Linked DNA regions of Mus musculus: region 1 is linked to region 2. Evidence: chromatin contacts called from public Micro-C data. All regions are on one chromosome and are shown on one strand. The core of a region is the stretch at or near the end of the contact, and the rest is flanking DNA. Distances in the headings are between cores, read along the strand shown.

Region 1 (4,716 bases), core at 1,110-3,609, 55 kb before region 2:
TTCAGCAATAGAATCTTACCATCACGTTTTAGAGACTAGTAAGGAGCAAAGGCAGTAGCATGCAGTGTTTTGTTTGTTTGTTTGTTTGTTTGTTTTGTTTTTTTGTTTTTAAATATTTTTATTAGATATTTTCCTCAATCACATTTCCAATGCTATCCCAAAAGTCCCCCATACCCTCCCCCCCACTCCCCTACCCACCCACTCCCACTTTTTGGCCCTGGCATTCCCCTCTACTGGGGCATATAAAGTTTGCAAGTCCAATGGGCCTCTCTTTCCAGTGATGGCCGACTCTAGGCCATCTTTTGATACATATGCAGCTAGAGTCAAGAGCTCCGGGGTACTTTCTCTAGCTCCTCCATTGGGAGCCCTGTGATCCATCCAATAGCTGACTGTGAGCATCCACTTCTGTGTTTACTAGACCCCAGCCTAGTCTCACAAGAGACAGCTATATCAGGGTCCTTTCAGCAAATTCTTGCTAGTGTATGCAATGGTGTCATCGTTTGGAGGCTGATTATGGGATGGATCCCTGGATATGGCAGTCTCTAGATGGTCCATCCTTTTGTCTCAGAGTAGCATGCAGTGTTAGAGAGTTCATCTTTCTTTGTTTGTGTTGTTTTATTTAAGAAAGTTTCAGATTTTTTTTCTATGTAACTCAAGCAGACCTGAACTCACAATCCTCCCACCTTAGCCCCTACTACTGAGATGTTTTTAATGCAGCTGGAAAACAGAAGGACATGGTTGTTGTGAGGGGCTTTGTGAATCTTTACTAGTTCAGAGTTTTGCACAACCATGAGTCATTTCTTTGGTTAAATAAACTCCGATAAATTTAATTTGCCTAATGTCTTTAAATTTTAAATTTTCAATCAGCTCAATTAAAGAGTAAACACGATTAAATAACTTTTACCAAGAAAATAATAGAGAATCTATCCAAAACTTCTTTGTACATCTTCGCAATATGGCCAGCAAGATGGATCGTGAGGATAAGGGAGTTTCCTGACAAGCCTGACAACTTGAGTTTAACCCTTGGGACCTACATGGTGAAGTAGATTGGCTTCCTCCAGTTGTTTATTTAGCTTCAGATGTGGGCCATACCATCCATATACACAAAACAAACAAATAAATACACAAATTCACATTTTATAATCAGAAAGCATAAATGTTGAGGTGTAAAATGACAATTGTATAGGTTAACTTTATTATGGAGCAACCAAATTGAAGAGAAAATTATTTTTGCTAGATAGAAAAAAAAAGTAGTGTGTGTGTGTGTGTGTGTGTGTGTGTGTGTGTGCACGCACGCTAAAATAGAACATTGGACCCATTTGAGCTGAAATTCAGTGTGGTTGTGAGCCACCAGACGTGGATGGTTGAAACTGAACTCCTGTTTTTTACAAGAGCAGCAAATGCTCTTAACCACTTATAGGCGCTTAAGCACTGCTTGAGATGGATGCTGAGAACTCAGCTCAGGTCTTCTGGAAGAGCAACAAGAGCTCTCAAACATTCTCTAGCCATCTCTCTAGCCCTGTTTTGCTAATTTTCAAACCAATTTCGTAACTATTATATTTCCCATACTTTGTAATTTTGGGTGATTGAAAAGTATCTAGGAAGAGATATTTGTGTGGTTAAGATGAGATGATTTAATATTTTTTCAGTTGTTATAATACTTCCTTGCATGTAGTAAGTGCCATGAATGTTTTTAAAATTAATTTCAGCTGTCACATGCATCATATTATGATTGCTAGAATCTCCATAAGCCTTGGAAAGAAAACAAATCTTTTATTTTTGTCTAATGGAGCTGAGGAATTTAGTAAAGGGGGGGGGGGGCTGAAGAGATGATGGCTCAGAGGTTAACGGTGCTTGCTGCTGCTACAGGAGACTCGAGTTCTAATCCCAGAACCCATGTTGAGCAGTTCACAACGGCCTTCAACTGCCGCTCCAGGAGATCCAATGACCTCTCTGACCTCCATGGGAATGCACGCATGCACGCACGCGCATATTCCCACACAAAGACTTTCACATAAAAAAATATTTAAAGTGCCTGTGGATCACAAAGGTCAGAATACAAATTTGTAGTGAAATAACGTGAAAATCGCTTTCACTTGAATATTAGTCCAAACTACTAAAAACTGAGGCTTCAGTCTCCAAACTATTGGCTCTTTTCGAAATACGGCGCCAGGGTTCCCGGACCAATGCCACGCAGGAAGATTTTGGGCCCCCCTGGAAACGCCCCGCCCCTTTGAAGGCGGGTTGCGGAGAGAGGCTATTACGCCTGCGCCTTGGCCCCAGGATCATTGGAGCAGCCGTAAGGCGCATGCGCAGTGCCCAATGGGCGACAAGATGCGGAAGAGCTGGCCCCTCGGAGGCTCCCATTTCTGAAGCGTGGGAGGCAAAAGAGGCGGCAGGTTATAGAAATCAATTTGAGCTCCAGAGGGTCCCGCGGGTCATTAGAGCCAATAAGAGATAGAAGCAGCGCCGCGGTGGTGCAGAGGGCCGATCCCTTTTCTGAGTCGTGCAGGCGGGCAGGGACCAGGGAGTGAAAAGCGCCATCCCTGCGCTGAGGGGCCCCGGGGACCGGGGCCCAGAGCATGGCGGACTGGACAGAGACCCTGAGCATGTGGAGGTGGGGCAGCCGAGGCCGCCTGGCCAGCTGTCAAGTCCTCATTGCTAGCGCTGCAAAGGCAGCCTCTGTAAATGTAGCCGAGCCGCGCTTGCGGTCCTAGGCGGGAAAAATGACAGCTTGAGTTCTGCCACTGCCTAGTTTCCTCCCCTTTCTTCTCCTGTGCTTCCACATTCTCCCTCCTCCTCTTTTCCCATCCCTGTGCCCCTTCACCCTGACCTTTTTCCTCCTTTCCCACTTCTATGCTCTTTCATTAGTGCTATGCCCTGCATTTCCATCTATCCTTTATCAACCCCTGTGCCTCTTTTTCTTTCTCCCACCTTTGTCTTTCCTCCATCCCCTTTTTCATCCTGTCACCCTCCCAACACCAGCTCTATATCCTCCTCCGCCCGCCCTCCACATCCTTCCTCATCTGCATCCTCCTCTCCTACTTTTCTCCGCCCTCGCTCCCAAGCCTCCGCCCATTAGCCCCCGCCCCCAGCTGCCAGTCCCCAGCAGCTCAGTCCTGCAGTGAGTCCATAGCAAAGCACCAGGAGCCGAGAGCACTGCCGGCTGTGTTGCCTAGCAAGTATCCGAATGGCTCAGGAGAAAATGGATCTGGATTTTGAGGCTGACACATCTGAGGGGGCCACCCTGAGACGGTCCAACAGTGCTCCCCTGATCCATGTGCTCAGGTGAGCTGGACTGGGGAGGACGGAGTGTGGGGATCAGAGGTTTGTCCCTGGGCAAGAAGTCTTCCTTCCCGAAAGTGCCAGTTCGAGTTCATCTAGACTCCAAACTGAGGGGTTGAGGTCTTATTTTCTTAATAGTGACTTGGTTTCCTAGATGGAGGGAAAGTTTGACCTCACACTCTGGCCATGTCTGAGAAAGGGACCCTCCCTGTACCTGGGGGGGCCTTGCTGTGCAGTTCTAAAAGAGAATGTACGTAGTAGAAACCTGGCTCAGCTGACAGGTTGCTTGCCCTGGCTTATTTCCATCAGGGCAAATCAGGCTGAATCCCCTGAATTAGGCTTGTAACTTGACGCCTGTCTCTAAGAGGTGCTGTTTCTAAGCTGAGTTTAGGAACCCTGGCATTAACAGAGGTTTGCTTTAAGAAATCACAGTTTATCTAATAACTTGGGATTCCATGGTGTGGTCGTATCCTGTTAAGTGATTTGGATTTGTTACAGTGTTTATAGTTTTTGAAGCTGCCTGAAATGCGTTATAATGGAAAAAAAAGGAGAGAGAGAGAAGGTTTCTAGCTTAAGTCAGTCAAACACAGGTTTGAGAAAATAATGGGGAAAATCACTCCTTTAATTTTAGTGACAAGATATTGTGTTTTTGTATGAACAAGACAGCAGGGAGTTTCAGGTGGAAGCTTGTGATGGTGAAGGCTGGTTGGCTCGCCTAAATGAACTATTGTATTCCACTTTTGTAAGTAGACAATTCTTCTGAGGTCAATTTCGAGACCCCACAGAGAGGGCATTAATTCAGGACAGAGCAGAGGATGGGAGTAATATTAGCCCCAAACCTTTCTTCAAGCACAGTTGAAGACTTGATAATGCTTTGCCTCCAATTGAACTGATTATAACATCTGTCTTTGACAGAGAGGCAAGTACATTTTTCCCCTAGATTTAAATACGATTTTGAAGCCGAGGGAATGATGACGTGACTGATGATGTTGTCCATGGTATCATCAAGGGGTTTTGGGGTATTTAAGGGGAAGCTGTGCCCTTTGTCTCTCGTGGATACCCCACCTTCTCTCTCCTTGTCTTGCGAAAGTCTGGTAAACAAGCCATTGCTAAGGCCTTGGGCTGTCCCACTGACCTGCATTTAGACAATTGAGGAAAAAACCCACTGTTTTGTGAACCACAATTTAAGTAATTACTTGAAAGATAGCATGATGTGACAGACAAGAGGAGAAGAGACCAGGCCTGGTCTCAGTTGTCACCAACTAGCTGTGCTAATGAGTGAGTGAGTTAACCTTTTCATGTCTGTTTTCTCTTTAAAATGAGAATAGTGGAAATAGGGATTGTCAGTGGTCTCTTAGAGCCCAGCACAGTTCAGTTTTGAAAATCCTTGAATTCTTATTACAGGCAAAACAGACTGCTAGACACTTAGTG
Region 2 (4,741 bases), core at 1,899-4,398:
GAGATCCATAAATTAGTTACCTAGGATTAACTTTCCTGAGGTTGGGTGAAGCATACCATTAGTTGTGAACTCAGGAGGTAGAGGCAGGTGGACAGCTGTGAGTTCGAGGCCAGTTTAGTCTACATAGATTTCAAGATCAACGTGGGAGTCTGTCCTTTAAAATAACCTTCAACAAACAAGGTCAGGTTCACATCTGAGATGTGAACATAATCTTTCTTGGAGACACAGATCAGTCTACTACTATCAATCTATCATGTAGACTGATAACCACTCCCATTTCAGATGTCACCATTGGCATGGCCTCTAACAGATTAGTTGTTTTTCTAAATTTTAACTTTGTGCAAATGGAATTATATAAGATATGCTCTTTTGTTGGGTGGCTTTTTGTTCAACATCATGCTTGTAACCTTAATCTAGGAGATTCACCATTCTTCTGTTTCTATACCATCTTCCATTGGATGTTTTGTGTTTTGTTTTTCTCATTATTGCCCCTTCTGTTCTTGATACAACTTCTGGGTTATTTTCAGTCATGGATTTTATGAGTAATGCTGTTAGGAGCATTTTCTGTATTTATTTCTTGGAAACCCAGGCATGCTTTTCCATTGGGCTTATGTAGGAATGCAATTTATGGGTCCTAAAACGTATGTATCTTCAGCTTAGACAGATAATGTTAAAGAATTACAGATTGTCGTTCTGGCTCAAGCATTCCATCAACATACTGAGCCAAACTCATGCTGTATAGTCCTTATCAGATCGTGGGATGGAAAGAGAGTTCAGTGGTGTGGGGTGTGGGTAAGGCCAGTAGTACACTGTGTGAACCAGTGTGTAAGGAAGGCCAAATGACTTCTTCCCTACATTTGGGCCTCGTGTTTGCTTGAAGAGTCAACTGGCTCAGGATTCAGTGTTTTAGGCAAGTTCTCACCCTCACTTGTGAGAGCAAAGGAGTATTATGCATGAAGAATTTATTTGTTTATGTATTTATGTGGTTCTGGAAATGGTACCCAGGACCTCACACTTAGTAGACAAGCACTCTACCAAGGACCTTCACCTCCACCTCCAGAGCCCGAACGCTTTCATTTAAAGAAAGATCTGTTTTTAAAAAACAACCCATCTTTTCGACCCTGAGCTTCAAAGAGCCAAAATGCAGCTCAAAGTTGGAAAACAATAACAACAACAAAATAATTTAATAAAATAACTTTCCCACACCCTACTGTGTTATTTCTTAAAAAACAATTTGGTATAATGAAGTCATTGCTTCACATAATTTTTTTTTCACCAGGAACTTTAGTTTCCACAGGAAGAAATTTAAAAACTGAACATTTTATGTCACTGTTCCCATGAATACATTTTTAAGTTTGTCTTTAATAGTACAATATAAAACATGTCTTCTTGATGGAGTTATCTTACTTTGGGATAGCAAGGCAATAAAGCCATAATGACAATTTTCATGCAGTTTTAACCTGAGTTCTTCATATAGATTATTAGGCTTCCTTGACTCCAACCATATTTTCCACATAATTATTTCTTTTAAATTTCCTAATTATTCCATTCTGTCGGAAACCATCTGTCTTGCTGAGGGACAATTATATCTGAACAAATCAACAGGTTTTGCATCATTGTCTAAATATGAGAGAGAAACAGCCTTAAACTCTACTGTGGCACTTGAGTGGAAAAGAAAAATTCTAAATCCCACATTGGGAATGCCTCTCTCCAGCTCCCTTGGAAGCCAACTTTCATAACTTGTGGAACACAAAATAAAGCCAAATGAATTTTGGAAAGGTCAATGGGAACGGGATTGGGGTAGAACTTTCCCAGAGAATGTTTGGGCCTCTGCTCCAGGAGCTGTCTGGTCACTGCACAATTTGGCCTTCCACAGTGGGTGGAGAAGGGAGCAGATGCTCCCTTGGTACCTGGGCCCAGAGGGGCTGGAAACCTAAGACTTTCCCACTTGATTCCAGGCAAGGGAAGCTATCTCATTCTGGGAACGAGCTTGTTTGAACTCTGTGAACAGTACCTGTCTGTAAGAAATCTGGGATTGGAGCAGAACATTTGTGGGAAGGCAATCATGGAGGGTTGTATGCTTTGGGTGTTGTTTCCAAGGGGACCGCTGAAGTGTCTCACACAGTCCAGTCTGTGCACTGGAGAAGAGCGTCTTCCTGAGGTCTGCTCCAGCTGAGGGATCCCAGGCATTGCCCATTCGCAGCAATAACTGAACTTTCTCCTTCATTTTCAGTCTTCCTTTCTTTCTCCCACTCTGTGCTTTCTCCTTTATCACAGCACTCTCCTTATATGTTTATTTCTTCCCTCAAAGATGTGGCCAAAGAGCTCTGGTGGCTCTCAGGGGTTTCAAAGGAGGTCAGGTTCATTGGCCTGGTGATCAACAGAAGTTGTGAGAAAACAGTAAGTCTCCAAAGGGTCTTATTTCCCCTTCTGATCATGTCAGCTTCACCATCTTCTACTCACCTCTTTTCACCCAGGTTTGTTTGTAAGTTAAGTTCCTTCAGAGCCTAATTAACTCCCATTTGGTTTGAAATGAAATCAAAAAAGGGCCAGAATGAAAACTTGGCTGCTTGTTCCCCCTCCCCCATCTCCTCTTGATTTTGCATCCACCCAAGTGGCTTCCTACATACTTTGGAATGTACAGAGCTTCTGCATCTCTTCCTCCACATCCCCCTTTACAACGTCAAGGGGAAATATAAAGCAGCACACCATTGTAGTTGGGAATCAGCAGTGCTCCCAATCATCTTTCAGGCACATTCATGCATTTCCTGGCTCCTCCACTGGCCCCGGTCCAGAATGCCAGCAAGCTAATCACAAGGAAACTGTGCGTGCATAAATATCATGAGTGAACCTGCAGGTGACTTGCCTCAGAATGAGCCTGCAGCACCCCCCAAACCCTAAGCAGCCATCCAGTATTGGCCAATGTAACCACACTAGTTAACACCCCAGATTGGGTTGGAATTATGAATGGAAGGGAGATCCCCATGCAAAAGAGCAGCTGTCCCTTTGGTTAATTATTGGGATCCACAAATCCACCCCCATTGCCAGGGCTTCAGTGTCGAGATGATGAAATAGGTGATTAAGGGACTTGGAGGCCAGTCCACACTGGAGCTTTGTCTGCAGTATTCCAACGACAAGTGTTATTAGTCCACTAATCATAACATTGCCTGCAGTGGAATTTCCTTGGGAAGGAATGGGGCAGCGCCTCTATGCCAGAGGGCTGCACAGCATGAAAATACTAACACATCACAATCGGCTGTTCTATGAGGAGATTCCAGCATCCAATTCAGGAAATAGGTCACCAGGCTGCAAGATGCGCTGCTATTTTGATTTACTTCCTAAGACTCCTGTAGTTTTTATATACTTCCCTCTGGGGAGAATCAGACTCCTTTGAGTCGCTGGCTTCTGAAGTGCCATCCAGGTGGAACATGCAGGCCATCTGTGAAGACAGAGGCATGAGTTTTCTGTGGTCAGTCTTGTAGAGTCCAGTGACTTCTAGGAATGATGGCTCTCAAGGCACTCTTCCACTTGGTGCCTTTCCATGGGGTCTTCCACAGGTCTAGAGGGTCATGGTTTCTTAGGAGCCTGCAGCTGTGCCTGCCAGATGACAAATGTTTAGTGAGATGATGAAGAGGTACAAATGGGTTGAAGGGTGCCAGAACCTTCTCATAATGAGCATAGCAAATCCTCAGTCACCAAGGATCTTGAGAGGACAAGATGTTCTCATTTTGGAGTCTTGTGCTGCCAGGACCGTTAGTACCAGCTGTTGGAGGCAGACACACCCCTGCTGGTGGCTCTGGAGCCCAACCAAGCTTTCCTTTTCTTCTATATTTCTAGGCGCTTGGGCCTTAAGCAATAGGAATCTGCCCCTCTCCCCACAGGCTTTGTCACCAAGCAGCTGTCTTTCTTTCCTGGATCAGTCTAGAGTTCCCCCTAATTTTTCCTAAACCCAAACAGTTGGTTGTTGCCTTGCAGTGTCGGCAAAGGACATTTGTGAGCCTGCTAGGATATATAGATTTCATTTGATACTACATAGCCATACTCAAAAAAAAAAAAAAAACGGACAGATGATCTGGCATTTCAAATGACTACCTATCCTTTCTTTGCCTTTAACCACTCCACTTCTGGATGCTCCAGGACATGTACCATTTTTTTTCTTGAACAGACAGTTTTATTGGGGTATAGTTTCTGTGTTTCAGCTGGCCCACTCAGAGCCACCATGCCAACTTGATCACCTAGGAGCTAAGGCGACAAAGTGCTACAGCAAGATTTGAAGAAGTCACTGGGTAGATGAGCCCTGGGGGCTTCCATGATCTTTGTTTCTGAGACCCCAGTCTCTCTCTCTCTCTCTCTCTCTCTGTGTGTGTGTGTGTGTGTGTGTGTGTGTGTGTGTGTGTGTGTCTGTGTGTGTGTGTGTATGTCTGTGTGTGTGTGTATGTCTTCCTCTCATCTCCCTCAATTAGTAAGGACATATATAGGCGAATAAGAAAGAGGAATCTCTGTGTTTTAAACTTCGGAAGAGTTTCACTGTTTTTTTTTTTCAGACGTTGAACTAGTCTGTTGCCAGCTATGTTGGTCTATGTCTGGATTCCCAGTTTAGGAGGCAGAATCAGAAAGATCACTCCACATTCAAGGCCAGTCTGTTCTCCTGGTGAGATTCAGTCTGGCCTGAGTAACAGAGTGAGATCTTGTCAAAGTCAAATTCTAACTGAGTAACACACTTTCCATCCTTTAGCCACGT

The links. Hi-C and Micro-C count contacts between places; a contact is called where the count stands out from the background.
Region 1: a Micro-C map of muscle stem cells shows a contact between it and region 2, with 12 times the contacts expected there. The contact joins the promoter of Fam122b here to the enhancer-like site in region 2. A contact is called at or near these places in 3 of 484 Hi-C or Micro-C datasets (embryonic fibroblasts, muscle stem cells and uterus) and 3 of 9 other capture datasets (adipose tissue, liver and pancreatic islet).

Annotation. Positions count from the first base shown.
Region 1 is chrX:53,267,448-53,272,163 of GRCm38.p6, reverse strand. It overlaps Fam122b (family with sequence similarity 122, member B), which reads left to right and starts at 2,359. Exons shown (of 9, transcript NM_001166365.2): 1 at 2,359-3,288. The coding sequence starts at 3,191.
Region 2 is chrX:53,213,073-53,217,813 of GRCm38.p6, reverse strand. It overlaps a transcript of Plac1 not described here. Among named protein-coding and RNA genes, the nearest start is that of Fam122b, 54 kb to the left of the region's middle. Within about 2 kb of position 3,148, at least 13 of the 459 cell types and tissues checked have an H3K27ac peak or open chromatin away from gene starts, as enhancers often do. A contact at or near this core is called in muscle stem cells, where this site is marked.